Linked DNA regions of Bicyclus anynana: region 1 is linked to region 2. A link is a contact called in public Hi-C data. All regions are on one chromosome and are shown on one strand. The core of a region is the stretch at or near the end of the contact, and the rest is flanking DNA. Distances in the headings are between cores, read along the strand shown.

Region 1 (4,454 bases), core at 916-3,415, 230 kb after region 2:
AGCGAGCAGCGAAGATTGTAGCATGTGGCGGCCTCCTGCGTCAACTGTGTGCGGTGAGTCATATAAAATGTATGAAACTACAGGAAATATGCCGGTAGCGGTGTTTTGTGGTTGAGGCCGGTGGCCCGTGTGCGAGAGTCCTAAACTTAGCTAATCTAAACAATGCTATTTCTACCCTATTTATAATTCAAAACAAATATAATTAACAGCTATTATACGTTTGCGTTTATAAAATGGTCTTAATAAGTAAAGTAGATTTTAACTCATAGCGCATAAATTATATTTATCGAGTTTAAAAAAAGAACGACTTGGTAATTACACGGTGTGTTATGTTGTGGCTGAATGCGGTTGAACCTTTGCCTCTAGTGTTTAACTACATTTATTAAAATTAAAAAAATAAAGTTATGTTTTTTTTTTCTTATTAGATGCCATGCATACATACGTACAAGTAATTTCATACTTGCATATTAATCCGCATACTTAGCCGATCTACCTCTGTCTGATTTCCGTAAAATGTAATTTGGTAATTTCCTTAGCTTCAAAATTTATCGGACTTTTGACTTATTATCGATTTTTTTTTATATATATTTTATTTTTGTAGACAGTTGCTCGGCGCTCAGGCCGCCATGATTGTAATATGTGACACGACGACATTCTATAAAATCAACAATCACCTATGTATTTTCATTATGACCTGAAAAAAAAATATTTCTTGTCTGTCTAATTTACCTACAGATTGAAAATTCTTTGTTGAAAAAGCTGAAAGTTTAGTTTCATTCTACCCATACATATATTCAAACCTATTCATCATCCCCATTGTGGTTTTGTTAAAAACCGGCCACTCAGAGATTGCGTTTCAGACAGGTCGTGATCGAATGGGACAAACATATTCAATTGTATTTTGCCTCATCACTACAAAGACAAACAGTTGGCATAACATAGTGAGTGACGCCAGTTCGAAGTTATATCGCCCATCTCTGTTGCGGCTAGACTTTAATGTGGCAAGCTTCAAGGGTCCGGACTTCAGACCCTCGTCTGTCTAGTATTAAATATTTTTAAAGCCTCAATAGCTCAGTGTTTAAGGGGCCGGACTCATCATCGAGGGGTTCGATCCCCGCCCGCGGATCTATTGTCGTACCCACCCCTAAAAGTTTTTCCGACTAGGTACTTGAAGGAGAACGGGAATATTGGTCATACTTATTTAAAAATATAACAAATAAATATTCTTTAAAAAAAAAAAGAAGTTTAAATCGTAATTTTTTTAGGTAATAAAAAAATATGATCACAAATTATGTCCCCAGTCACCAAAGTTCGTGGTAACCCTGCGCTAGAATACCCTATAGTAAGATTGTTTTGCGAAGGCAAAGCACCTTTATGAAAAGACTTGTAGAATATAATACCTACCTATAGGAATAGCTCTAAGAACTTTTTTCCGCCAAATTCATGATCTCGACACATTTATTACGTGGTAATAAGCACGCTGGGTAGAAAGACATAAATCCTTTTCAAACACAATCTTTGCCGTGTTAGTCGTGCTATTAGCTAAATTTGTTTGAATTGCTAATGTAAGTGAATAGGCGCTAAACACGCGACGCCATTTTTAATTTTTTTTTTTTTCATTTAAATATATGAACTCTCAACTGCACTTATCGTATTTTTTCAAACCACAACTGCATCTACTTTTAGGGGTCTACTGATTCATTATTTCATCGGTCAAATTAGCTTAAGCTGCTTAACTAAAGGCCTGGGTTTAAGTCCTCGATCGGGTTAAAAAACATTAAAAAATTCTTATTTGTCGAAGAGCACGATAGATCAATATTTCTTTAGCCGTTAGGCCTAGTTCGGACTACTTTAGTATTTTAGCCGAGTATGAATAGTTTTTGTATTTACCGCCCAAAAATCGGTTGTACTCGACTAAAATACTAAAAACTACTAAACTTTCAGCAGTGTGTGATGGATGTTTTCAAATTCTATAAACGTGTTGAGATTTAATTATATTTTACCATTTCTACCTTTTTTACCCTTCAGAGAGAAAGTTATTTTGATCGAAGTCTCAAATCTCAAAAAGCTAGATCTCAGAGTCCAAAGCCAGATATAAAAAAAGAAGTGTCAAGTGTCAATGTCAAGTGACAGCAGCAGTTAGCTGACGTCTTCGTTTGTTATCTGTGGACGTCGATGTCATTTTGATGTCAATAAAATGCGAATTTTTATGTTTTTTTATTCAGTTTTAATTAAATCGAAACTATGTAGATTTCTATATTAAGAAAACTATGTAAATAACTGCAAAATACTCGTGAGAGATTCAATTAATGTACAGAAGTGTTACTTTAATGGGTTACCGAGTTACCGGTTCGAAATGTCTCACCGTTTGCCTCGGTTTAACTTTTGTAATGGGTTGCTTCTTGGCCTCTCTCCCTATTTCTACAGGTAAGTTTCAAGATATATAACGATCTAAATATCCGTCTCACAAACTTCCTTATAAAACACAAAAAACTTGTTTAAACTAAAAACACTGAAGTGAATTTTAGACGGAAAATTAGTATAGTTGATTATGATTTTAAAGCTTAATTAATTAATATAGCATCATGACAATTTGTCAGCAGTAGCTACATAAAATAACGTAGAGTACTTTACATCCTAAAAAACAAAATAGATACTTATTAATAAAATAAAATACTTACCAAATACATTTTTTACTTATAAACTCTAATCTTATCTTTTAATTTTAAAATACAAATTAATATTGTTTAGATAATAACTGACATATTTATCAGATTGATACTTGTAAATAAAGAGTTGAATAAAATGGTTTAAAACTATAAAAATAGTTTTCAAATACAAAACAGTTTTTACATTTTGTATTTACATACAAATGTTGGAAGAGTTTTTGTTCCACTCAATTCCTACATTATCCCTGATGACATTTATTTTTAATTTTTTTTTTTAAATAGGCAATAATAATTTACAAGCTTGCTTTTAATCAACCAATCAATAATTACAGAACAGAAGACCCGCCAAATATCAACGACACATAGCAAAAAGAAACTCGCCATTCTAGTACCGTTCAGAGACAGATTCGAAGAACTCCTGGAATTTGTCCCTCACATGCACCAGTTCCTAACAAAACAGAACATACCGTACCACATATTTATCATCCAACAGAAAGATAGCAACAGATTCAACCGTGCCTCGCTTATAAACGTCGGATTCTTGTATACTAAGAAGAATTATGATTATATAGCAATGCATGACGTTGACTTACTGCCCATGAACAATGATTTAAAGTATGACTATCCATTGGGCTGTGTCTTCCATATTTCGTCACCGCAGACCCATCCAAAGTATCACTATGATACGTTCATCGGTGGTATATTACTTATAAGGAGAGAGGACTTCGAACTTGTGGACGGTATGTCAAATAATTATTGGGGATGGGGTCTGGAGGATGATGAGTTTTATGTTAGATTAAAAGATGCAGGACTGAAAGTAAAAAGACCAGATAATATTTCAACTGGACCTGAGAATACTTTCAAGTAAGTGCACTTTGAGTATCTTGTAAATTTTGATGGTGAATCCATGGAATGCTATTTGTCTCTTGTAAAGACACAAGTCTTGTAATTAAAAAGTCAATAGCAATTGATATGTAAGGAGTCCTTATCTCCTATAAGGAGAGGCCCTGCAATGGGACATTAGTACAGGCTGATAATGAAGGAGTCCTTAGGTTATTTTCAGGTGAGTTCTACATCTCATTTGCACTAAAATGGCGTGCCTTGCTAAATTATTAAATGATGATCTTAATGCCTTTCAAATTACTCTCACACAGTAACTTAGTACGAAGACTTTCCCCCCATCATACTAAGTTACTCTGATTTGTTAGTTGGATGCAAGGTGCTCCTGAATAGGGTAGGGGAATCTTTACTCACATGATCATCATCATGATAGAGTACTTAAAATGATACATGAAGCTATAAGCCTTTCAGTAGCTAGAGCTCAAAAAGAATTAACTTCCTCAAAGCAGGCTCAATAGCAAATTTGTCTAGTAAGCCCTATTTTTCTTATTTTCCAGGCACATACACGACAAAACGTACCGCAAACGTGACATGCGCAAGTGCTTCAACCAGCGAGAGGTGACACGCCGTCGGGACAGGGTGACAGGCCTGCATGACGTCAACTACACCATACACAGCACCCACAACGTCACCATAGACTCTCTGCCCGTGACGGTGCTCAACGTGGAGCTGGTGTGTAATAAGACTGCTACACCGTGGTGCCAGTGCCCTGAACCAACTAAAGTGAAGAAGACTTAGAGTTATGTCAGGGAGGCTTTACACCTATGTACGTCTCAACGCTGCCGTACCATGATATGCATTCATTTGTGATGACACCCATAAATTGCACATCCTTGCACGTGGTAACATATTGGCATTTAAAATTATTTCAAGACTAAAAAAACC
Region 2 (4,417 bases), core at 278-2,777:
TTGTAAATAAAAAATAAAGCATTGTAGCTATTATACAAATAGTGTATTTTTTAAATGCATTTAATTATATTTCAAGAAATAAAAGTGTAAATAATAAATGAGATTTATTATAAAATAAGCTAACTACAGTCTGTTCCAAGCACAGGCGAAAATTTTATCAACAACACAAAGTACTATAGTAGCATTGATAAAAAACGATAATCTAATAATAACAATATAATTTTTACTTTTGCAAGAATTAAAATCATATTAATGATATTTATCTACTTCACTTACTTATTAATTTAAACCCTAATGTATGATATAATTAAGAAATCATAATAAAAGGTTGAGCACTCCTATGATATCCTCAAAGGCGAATGACCAAATTTTTGCCTGCTCTAGGAAGAGTAAAAAATTATTAAAATCTGATGACAAAACATAAAGAACAATCAGTAAGTAATCATATTTATTTTGTATTATTTTGATGTAATCTGAGATGGAAGTGGGCTAACTTGTTAGGAGGATGAAAATCCACAACCCTATCGGTTTCTACACAACATCATACCGGAAGGCTAAATCGCTTGGCGGTAGGGTGGTAACTAGCCACGGCCGAAGCCAAAAGGTCAAAAGGTAGCTGGCAGTTGCATTTCTCTTTGCTTCTTGCTAAGTTTACTTACCTTGAATTAATTTTACAGCTGAATCAACAGAAAATATATCACATACCTCAATCTCTCTCTAACCTCTTCATCTGTGTTATTAATGGAAGGTGGAGGAAAGAGTAGCTCAGCCGCCATCCTCTGCATGATAAACCTGGCTGCCTCCAGCCCATTATGAGGTTCAAACACACCATATAGACAACTGAAAACATAAACCATAGAGTTACTAAGATAGTAGGAGTGGTAACTAGCCACGGCAAAAGCCAGCCAGCCAGACCGGCACCAATTAAAAAAAATCTGCTCGACCGGGGATCGAACCCAGGACCTCCGTCTTGTAAATCTGCTGCGCATACCACTGTGCCGCAGTAAAAATGTTGAGCCCAGAGTTTGAAAGTTGGTGTTACACCAACGGAGAATACTTTAAGCCATTGGTGCCTGTCATTATCACTACTATCTTAAAGAGAACGTTAGTATAACCCGCAATAGACTATATTAGAGCTATATTAGACTATATAGAGCAGCGTATAAGCTCCGTATCTCACCTTTATGGAAGGCCTGGCATGGCCTTGAAGTGGGCCATTAAAAAGGCGGATAGTGATGATACTCACGCATTATCTTCTGTCTGGCAGTAAAAGCACAGATAGTCGTCATTAGCACTGTTCGTCCCGTCTAAAGGAGAGAAATACGAGGCGACGCAGGTGTTCCGACATTTTGGCAAATCGTCCGTCCACGGCCTAGCGATCATTGTTATTTTCGACGGAGAATACAAGCTAAATTAACTCTATAACAAATAAGCACTGTCTTATAATGTAATACTAATATAAATTAGAAAATAACACATAAAATAAGACGAATTATCAAAATAAATATCACACTCCACAGACTAAATCAAGGACTAAATCTGTCAATTTTTTAACTGTATTGACATTGACATTTAGGACGTTTTGTTTCTGCTCTCAAAATTTTTTTTTTTTATTGATGATCATCGGTCTAAAATATTATTGTACTATTTTGTACTTTGTTTCGATTAATGAGTATGAATAGCAAAACCTCCATACAGAATAATGTGATGCAATCTATAAAAGCAATAATTATTTGTACCTTGATACCAAAATATACTTCTGCCTTCTAGTTCTACTTACTACTTACAAGTACATACCTACGGTATTACGGTCATTGTGAAAGTGTGTGTATGTTACTGTTACCTTTTTACACAAAAACTACTTACTGAACGGATTTTGATGAAATTTGGTACAGAAATTCAGGAAAACACGGACAGTTCGTGCGCATGGTGCAGGTGACAGTTGCTTATATGCAATGACATTCTGTATGACGTTCATATTACATACCTACTATTGTCGTGAATCACGGAGAACTTTCAACAGTGAAACAATTAACGAACTGTCATACCGTACCATGCTACAGCGCACGAATTTTAGGTGTGCTACTTTTTATCTATACTAACAATGATGATTGTCATCGTATACCGAATACACTGAATTTCATTGTTGAAAACTCCTAAATCAATCGGCATAAGTTATTAGAATCATTGTGATGAAACCAGGGTGATTTGCCAAATATGAAGTTTATGATATCAGAACCAAGGTTCATTGCAGTAGGTATTTTATAAATTCTGCATTGCAGTGATATCAAGTGATACTTGTACTTGTATGGTTAACCACAAATTATCTGTAGGTACATGTTTAGATACCATATTAATAGTTTTACAGTTTTAAAATGTGGGTGGCATAACCAAATACACTCAGCTGTCTACCTACCTACTAAGTATAAAATTATTTATAGACTAAAGCGTTGAATGAATTCAGAAAGGTCAGAGGTCAATCTTACACAGTACCTGTGACCATACAAAGAAACGCTTGAACAAGCGACTATGATTCATTTATCTGATGAGAATTTAGTAGTGAATATCATCAATTTAGAGCCGGCATGGATGATAGCACTCAAACAACCAAACATGCACTAAGTTTAGATCTTTATAATATTACACAGACATGATTGCTTTGTGGATAAGGGTTCAACAGATTGGCATTTGGAATTTTATTCAAAGAAAAAATAAAACAAATATCTCTGACAAAAGTTTATGTCATGTCAATTCATAACAAACTCGGCCGTTTTACATTTTACAATTTTTTTTTGTATTATACAATATCAGCTCCTTTAACTATAGAGCCATCTGTGACTAACTTTCGTTTTAAACCTAAATTTTTGTATGAAATGAGAAAGCAAATCTGAAAGGAATATTAGAAAATACTTTTTTTTTTTACAAAATTCCATATCATTATTGGTGTGCAACACCATTCTAAACATATAATATTATTATTATAAACCAGTGCGCTGATTTTAACACATAAAATGCTATATTATGATAACATAGTGAATCTATACCGCCAATATCTTAACAACAGATATACTAAAGTACTTATCTATGCCCTATAACATTAGACTTAGATATTTCCCCATTATGCTGGTTTAATAACTATTTTGTTAGTGGATTGCATAAAAAGCAGTCATCGGGTTTGGCTGTATACAAGGATTTCCAAAGACTAAAAGTATTCTTTTTTTAAAAAAGTGTCCCTCACTGGCACCATCACTGATTAAAACAGAACAGTTCACAATTCAAATAAGGAACACAAAAATGAAAGTAATCTATGATTTGAGACACACCTCTTCGCCTTTGGAAACCCTAAATCACCTTGGGTGAGCAAAATTAAAAAACTAAAACATTATATGGAAGGTTAATTTAATCTGTCTTCTTATCTGCAGCTTTGGTTTCTGTCTCAGGCGTTTTCTCCTTCTCCTTTTCCTTTTCAGTTTCCTTCTCCTCTGTAATCACTTCCTTGGCCTCCTGTTTTGAAGCCTCATCGAAGTTCCCGACTAGGTTAGGTACTTCGTCATCCTCGTCGAGCGGTTTAGGCGGCGCTACACTTGACGCGATTTTCTTTAATTGGTTTAAACCCTCGGGCCCCAGCTGGCTCAGAATACCTGGAAGCATCTCAGCGATCTGCTTGTTCTCTCCATGACCGGTTATAGCGAATGTGTTCGCCGCGAGTGATGCCTGGGCCTTAGGATTATTGAAATGTATTACTGTGCCGTCGTCTTTTATCATATTCACCTCTTCGATCCCCGGTATAGTGTTTACTGATAGCTTTTTGAGGGAAGACTGCAGTTTCTTGTCATCTGTGGCCGCGGTCGCGTGGACGACCTTCTTCTTGCGCCTCGGAGTCCCCTTGCCGCCTATGCGGACTTGAGACTGTAACTTCTTCAGCTTTTCGGTGTTCATTCTTCTATTTCAACACGTAACACTTGTCGGCAAAACTGCGACGCACTTTTTAGTGTTGTTTATGTATTGATTTCAGTCGCGAACACGCAAGTTTCCCATGTAACTTGATCGTACGCACGTGTTTTGGACACCGGTTAGTTACAAAGGGAAAATGGTGGATTTGCGACAGGGCAAGTTATTTCTGAATTTTGACGTCGTGCGATTGGCAGTATTGAGGAAAATTCGTTTCGTTCCACGAAATTTTTTATGAGATTTTGTTTTATTTCTAATTATGGTTTCATTAAAATAGACAAATAATACATAAATTACAGTTATTATCAAATTTTAGCTATTCGTTTTTTAGCCTTTAATTTAAATTCAAGTTATTTAGAATAACTTAAGCATGTTTACAGGTACAATTCAATCCTCTGAGATAAATTTAATACAAATTTTAAAATCAGATTATAAAAATAATAATGTTAATTAACGAAATGTTCTA

What was found. Hi-C and Micro-C count contacts between places; a contact is called where the count stands out from the background.
Region 1: a Hi-C map of whole body shows a contact between it and region 2, with 3 times the contacts expected there. The contact joins the promoter of LOC112044001 here to the promoter of LOC112044003 in region 2. A contact is called at or near these places in 2 of 2 Hi-C or Micro-C datasets (whole body and whole larva).

The regions. Positions count from the first base shown.
Region 1 is chr24:1,777,091-1,781,544 of ilBicAnyn1.1, forward strand. LOC112044001 (beta-1,4-galactosyltransferase 7) reads left to right here and starts at 2,166. Exons shown (of 3, transcript XM_024079716.2): 1 at 2,166-2,427; 2 at 3,002-3,533; 3 at 4,067-4,454. The coding sequence starts at 2,310. The coding sequence ends at 4,307.
Region 2 is chr24:1,552,394-1,556,810 of ilBicAnyn1.1, forward strand. It overlaps LOC112044003 (TGF-beta-activated kinase 1 and MAP3K7-binding protein 1), which reads right to left and starts at 1,528. Exons shown (of 6, transcript XM_024079718.2): 1 at 1,247-1,528; 2 at 706-840. The coding sequence starts at 1,383. LOC112044002 (transcription factor BTF3 homolog 4-like) reads right to left here and starts at 4,114. Exons shown (of 1, transcript XM_024079717.2): 1 at 2,724-4,114. The coding sequence starts at 3,939. The coding sequence ends at 3,400.